Regions from separate parts of the Ovis aries genome. Here region 1 is linked to region 2. A link is a contact called in public Hi-C data. All regions are on one chromosome and are shown on one strand. The core of a region is the stretch at or near the end of the contact, and the rest is flanking DNA. Distances in the headings are between cores, read along the strand shown. Region 1 overlaps SLCO2A1 (solute carrier organic anion transporter family member 2A1). Region 2 holds the start of ANAPC13 (anaphase promoting complex subunit 13).

Region 1 (2,700 bases), core at 161-2,660, 560 kb before region 2:
AGATAATGAACCATTATGCAGAGCAAAGCAAAGCAAAGCAATTTACCATACAATTCCCACATGAATCCTTTGAGGTCAATATCATTAATGCCCTTTCATTCATGAGGAAGGGCTTCTTAGGTGATACAGTGGTAAGGAATCTGCCTGCCAATGCAGGAGACACAGAGATGTGGGTTTGATCCTTGAGTGGGGAAGATCCCCTGGAGTAGGAAATGGCAACCCACTTCAGATTCTTGCCTGGAAAATTCCGTGGACAGAAGAACCTGGCAGGCTATGTCCATGGGGTCACAGAGCTGGACATGACTGAGTGACTAAGCACACGCATACATGAGGAAATTGAGACTTGGTGAACTTGGCAACACCAAACGACATTTAGCCAGTTTATGGTAGAGCTAGGCCTTTGACCCTGGACCGGGTCTTCCAAATCCTGTTTTTCCATCTCTGTTGCCAGACTGATAAGGACAGGAGGGAGGTAGGCAGGGGGTAAGTTATGCCAACTTGGTTGAAACCGTATTTTCTCCTTTCCAGAGGGTGAGGTGAATGGAGGGTCATTTGACGTCAACACCTCAGGGGCAGCTTGGTGTCACTGTAACAGGACACCTGCCTTGGCCTGCCACCTGTCCTGCCCTGCCTTCTGACCTGGCTCCTAGGACACGGGGGCTTTTCTCATTGTCATCCTTTCCACAGTCCTTATTCTGTCTCTGGAACTTTCCTCATTTTCCTTCTCTGATTTTATGCCTCCAACTGAATTCTCCTCCCTCCTGTTCTTTTGAGAGTTAAAGATAGGTGAATCTACAGATGTGGAGTCAAGAGTAGAGCCTGGCAGACTGGAGGGGTCACGTGGCTCAGCCAGCAGGCTCCACCTCCTCTCCAGGCTCCGCCTCCCCTCCAGGCTCCGCCCTCCTCATACAGGATGGAGAGGCGGGGACACCCACCAAGTGAGGCTGCAGCGTGGGACTCCGCACAGGCTGGCACCAAAGCCCTGGCATTGGTGCACTAGTATTATCTCCCTGTACCACCTCAAGAACATCTCGTGTCCGAGGACTCAGCGGACCAGGAGAGGCAGGAGAACTATGTCCATGGGGTCACAGAGCTGGACACGACTGAGTGAATAAGCACACACATACATGAGGAGATTGAGACTTGGTGAACTTGGCAACACCAAACGACATTTAGCCAGTTTATGGTAGAGATAGGCCTTTGACCCTGGACCGAGTCTTCCAAATCCTGTTTTTCCATCTGTTGCCAGACTGATAAGGACAGGAGGGAGGGAGGCAGGGGGTAAGTTATGCCAACTTGGTTGAAACCGTATTTTCTCCTCCCTTGGTGGGTGTCCTTGCCTCTCCATCCTGTATGAGGAGGGCGAAGCCTGGAGAGGAGGCGAAGCCTGGGGAAGAGGTGGAGCCTGGAGGGGAGGCGGAGCCTGCCGGCTGAGCCACGTGACCCCTCCAGTCTGCCAGGCTCCACGCTGACTCCACACCCGTAGATTCACCTGTCTTTAACTCTCAAAAGAACAGAGAGGAGGGAGGAGAATTCAGCTGGAGGCATAAAATCAGAGAAGGAAAACGAGGAAAGTTCCAGAGACAGAATAAGGACTGTGGAAAGGATGACAATGAGAAAAGCCCCCGTGTCCTAGGAGCCAGGTCAGAAGGGAGGACAGGCGGCAGGCCAAGGCAGGTGTCCTGTTACAGTGACACCAAGCTGCCCCTGAGGTGTTGACATGAATGACCCTCCATTCACCTCACCCTCTGGAAGGGCGCAGCTGGCCGTTAAGTGAGGGGAGCGTTGGGAAGGAGAGGCGCACTCACCGCAGCACCATCATGTAGAGGGGGTTGTGCGAGACGCAGGCTATGAGCGCCACGAAGGAGATGAGGAAGGTGGTCGGGAGCAGGAAGTGGGCGCAGGAGACGGGACACGGGCCTGTCTTCGCTGAAGCAGATCCCCCGCTGACGCAGCTGCAGTTCAAGTAGATCTTGGAAGGAGACGGAGGGGAACAGGGGAAACCTGCCGTTATTATTTCGACTCCACACACTTTAAATGCCTGCTCCAACGGTCACCCCTCTGCCCTCCCTGGGAACCTGGTAATGCTAGATGCAGAGGCTGGAGAGGAGACGAGGTGGGGATTTCAGGCACCCTGGGGATCTCGCTTCTGATCACTGGGCAACAGTGTTTGTTTCACCAAAACCAGTCATCCAGTGTGCGCTGGACTCCTCCTGCAGTTACACCGCGAGGGGATCTGCAGGAATCCACTGCCAGGTACGGTCCACCAGTTGCGGACCTGGGTTTGGGAGGGTCTTCCTCTGGGCCAGGCCACCTGCTGCCCAGCAGTAGTGGTTTTCTGGGTTTTTGTTTTTGCTGTTTGTGTGTTTATTGCAGGGACACTAAAGGAAGAAAACATAGAAGGAGATACCACTGGAAATGGGCTTCTCAGGTAGCTCAGCTGGTAAAGAATCTGCCTGCAGTTTGGGAGACCTGGGTTCAATCCCTAGGTTGGGAAGATCCCCTGGAGGAGGTCATGACAACTCACTCAGTATTCTTGCCTGGAGAATCCCCATGGACAGAGAAGCCTGGCAGGCTACAGCTCATGAAGTCGCACAGAGCCAGACACAACTGAGTGACTAACCCCAGGGCAGCACAGCACCAGTGGAAACACAGTGAAATCCACTGAACTTTCTGCCTGAGATAAATTCCTCCTGCCTC
Region 2 (2,700 bases), core at 52-2,551:
AACTTGTCACACTTTCCAGCCTTTGCACCTAAAAAGGTCTCTCTGCCCCATCACGAACACCTATTTTTCCTTCCAAACTCAAAGTTGAGTGTCAGCTCATCGGGGCTAACATCTCATTTCCAGAGTTAGGCGCTAAGGTGCCGTCACTCTTCAGGGGCTGGAAGCGTGGAAAGTACAAGGCGGGCAATGACCAGGTCACAGCCAGCGTCCCAGGCACTTGCCAGTCCCCATAATTAACTGTTACCACTTTCCTGAACAAAATCTTACACACGTGACTGTCCCAAAGCTTGGAATGCTCTGTCTTCTTCCTTTTTTCCTCAGCTAACCCCCAGTCACTCTAAACAACTTAGCTCCCAGGTTGCCTCCTGCAGGAAGCTTTCTCTAAGCTCCAAGAAGAACGCGATATCCGCCCCTCCGCAGGTTCCATATTTCCCGGGGCGCAGTGAATGGGCCCCATCAGGGGCTTGTTACATTGCCCGTTACAGGGTCTTCCCAGACAAGCGGTGCGTGCGTTTCTTCGGGACAGGGGCAGTTTTATTCACCTCTGTTTTAGAGATCGGTAAACTTGCAGTTAAAAGAGCAAACCTGGAATGCCCTTTCCCCCCCGCTAAATATGACCCTCTCGGGCCACCACCGTCCGTACAGGCGTGGGATCCCGCCCCATAACCTCGGCTTCCGGCCCAAGGCGGGCTCTACCAAATGCGGAAGCGGGGGAAGTCCAGGGCCTTCGTGTAAGTCCTTTTCTACCCTCCCGACGAGCGGTAAGGGAGGTAGTTATCAGGGTGAGGTGAGGGCAACGACCTCTGCCGATAGGATCGGCCGAAACCCGAACATGCGCTTCTCCTACACTACCTAAGCTAGGGCGCGGGAAACCTTTACCAGCACTGGCCCAGCACAGCCAGAACCACGCCCCCAGCGGTCATGTGGCCGAGGCGCCCTGCTCTCCGATCCCCGGAAGTCGGTGAGCCCATTTGGCGGGGCGGAGGGGGGGGGGGGTCAAGGAGGACGTTGCTTCAATTAAAAGTCAGGGAGCAGTAGGCGGAACGAATGTTCCGAAGACCGTGACTGGACGTCAGGTTGGCGGTGACGCGCGTGCGCGCCCCCGTCCGGAGGTAACGGCGGGAAGATTCGGGGGCGCGCTCGTGGCAGGCCTGTAACCGCATGTGTGAAAGTCCAACAGGCGACGGGTGCCGGTGTCCGGAGCCGGAGGCCGCCCTGGCTGCAGTGGGGCCGCAGACTGAGCGGCCGAATGGCCGGGGGCCGACTTCCTCAGCCGCCCGCTGGCCTCCAGGCTCGCCTCCGCCGGCCCGGCTCCGCCCCGGCGCCCCGCCCCTCCTCGCCGCAAACGCTTCGCAGACCCGCGAAGCAAGATATGGCCTCCCACGGCGCGCAGTCCGGGCTAGCCAGGTGGTCAGCCCTTCCCCTGAGGCCGGCCGGCGGGAGGGCGGCGGGGTGGGCGAGCTGCTCCGCTTCTCCCAGCGGAGTCGGCAGCGAGTCAGGCTGCCACTTCTGGGGAGGTACCCCCGGCCCAGCCCTCCCGCCTGGGCTGCCTCATTTGGCTAGCATCCTTCCTAGCCTTGTTGAGGCTTAGGTTGCTGACGGCAGGTGATAGTGGTTCATTTATGGGTGGGAAATTTAGCAAGTTTTTAAAAATAATTGACTTAAAAACCATAATGTTAGTTCCAGAGGTATGGTAATGTGGCAGAAATCATGAAGGACAGAATTTGGGGAACCCTGAACTTATTGCTCCATAGAAATCAGGGATGCGAAATAAAGTGAGAGAAAAAAAGGGATGGGCCCATAAAGCACTATAATCATGAACATATTTGGAAGCAGTAAACCTAGGCTCATAATGTAGTTTTTACAACATCAGAGAGTAAAAGTGAGCTTGCTGTCAGCGACTCGTGTTCATTTACAGCGTCTAGTTAAAGCATGCGTATTGCGCAGAGTAGTTTTCCTTAAGGCTTACAAACGGTTCCTTAAACCAGTGTTAACATTTTTTTCCTTCCTTTAATAAAACAGTACTGTAGGATTTGTGCCCTGTAGTTTTACAGTTCCCCACATGCTTGCATTTAACTATTTTCTAGATACGAAGAGGAAACCATAAGGATCATTAACTACATGTTACCTTCAAATTTTTCTATACTGATCATAGCTGTAGCTTAATGATATAATAAAGGGTATGTATTTTCTTATTTGAAATGTAGTATTATTAGCTTTTTATCGAGCTTCTTGCCTTTTGACTATATCATCAGTGATCAGTATAGTAAGAACAACTGAAATTAAAACGGGCTAGATATTGATAAACATTATAGATTCAGGTTTTAACAGTTATTGTAGTTGTTGTATGTATTAATTGTATTGATGCCACTTGTCTCCCGTTAAAAGGTAGAACAACTTTGGCCCTTCCCGTTCTCAGTTAAGGTAGTAGTGGTATTGGACGGTAATAGCATCACTAGTCAACTTTATTAGAGCTTCCTCCTTTTAGGAAGCTTGTTTGAAATTCAGCTAAAACCGACACTGACCTGGGTTTCAGGAATTGAATTTTTGGTTTCTGTGTTACTTTAAATATTTTTCTTTAAGAACTCAGATTGTGTTTTCAGCTTTACAAAACCAGTTTTGTCATCACATCTATGAAAATTAGTAAAAATCCTATAGACTGATGCTGGGAAAGATTGAGGGCAGGAAGAGAAAGGGGCA

What was found. A called contact is a pair of places that touch in the nucleus more often than the background predicts.
Region 1: a contact with region 2 is called in a Hi-C map of liver, with 3 times the contacts expected there. The contact joins the enhancer-like site here to the promoter of ANAPC13 in region 2. A contact is called at or near these places in 2 of 16 Hi-C or Micro-C datasets (liver and tail adipose tissue).

Annotation. Positions count from the first base shown.
Region 1 is chr1:256,057,096-256,059,795 of ARS-UI_Ramb_v3.0, reverse strand. It overlaps SLCO2A1 (solute carrier organic anion transporter family member 2A1), which reads right to left. Exons shown (of 18, transcript NM_001038021.1): 11 at 1,844-1,972; 12 at 1,829-1,841; 13 at 1,809-1,827. Among named protein-coding and RNA genes, the nearest start is that of RAB6B, 51 kb to the left of the region's middle. Within about 2 kb of position 1,410, at least 1 of the 54 cell types and tissues checked has an H3K27ac peak or open chromatin away from gene starts, as enhancers often do. A contact at or near this core is called in liver, where this site is marked.
Region 2 is chr1:255,495,512-255,498,211 of ARS-UI_Ramb_v3.0, reverse strand. ANAPC13 (anaphase promoting complex subunit 13) reads right to left here and starts at 1,301. Exons shown (of 3, transcript XM_060395619.1): 1 at 853-1,301. CEP63 (centrosomal protein 63) reads left to right here and starts at 678. Exons shown (of 14, transcript XM_060395599.1): 1 at 678-961.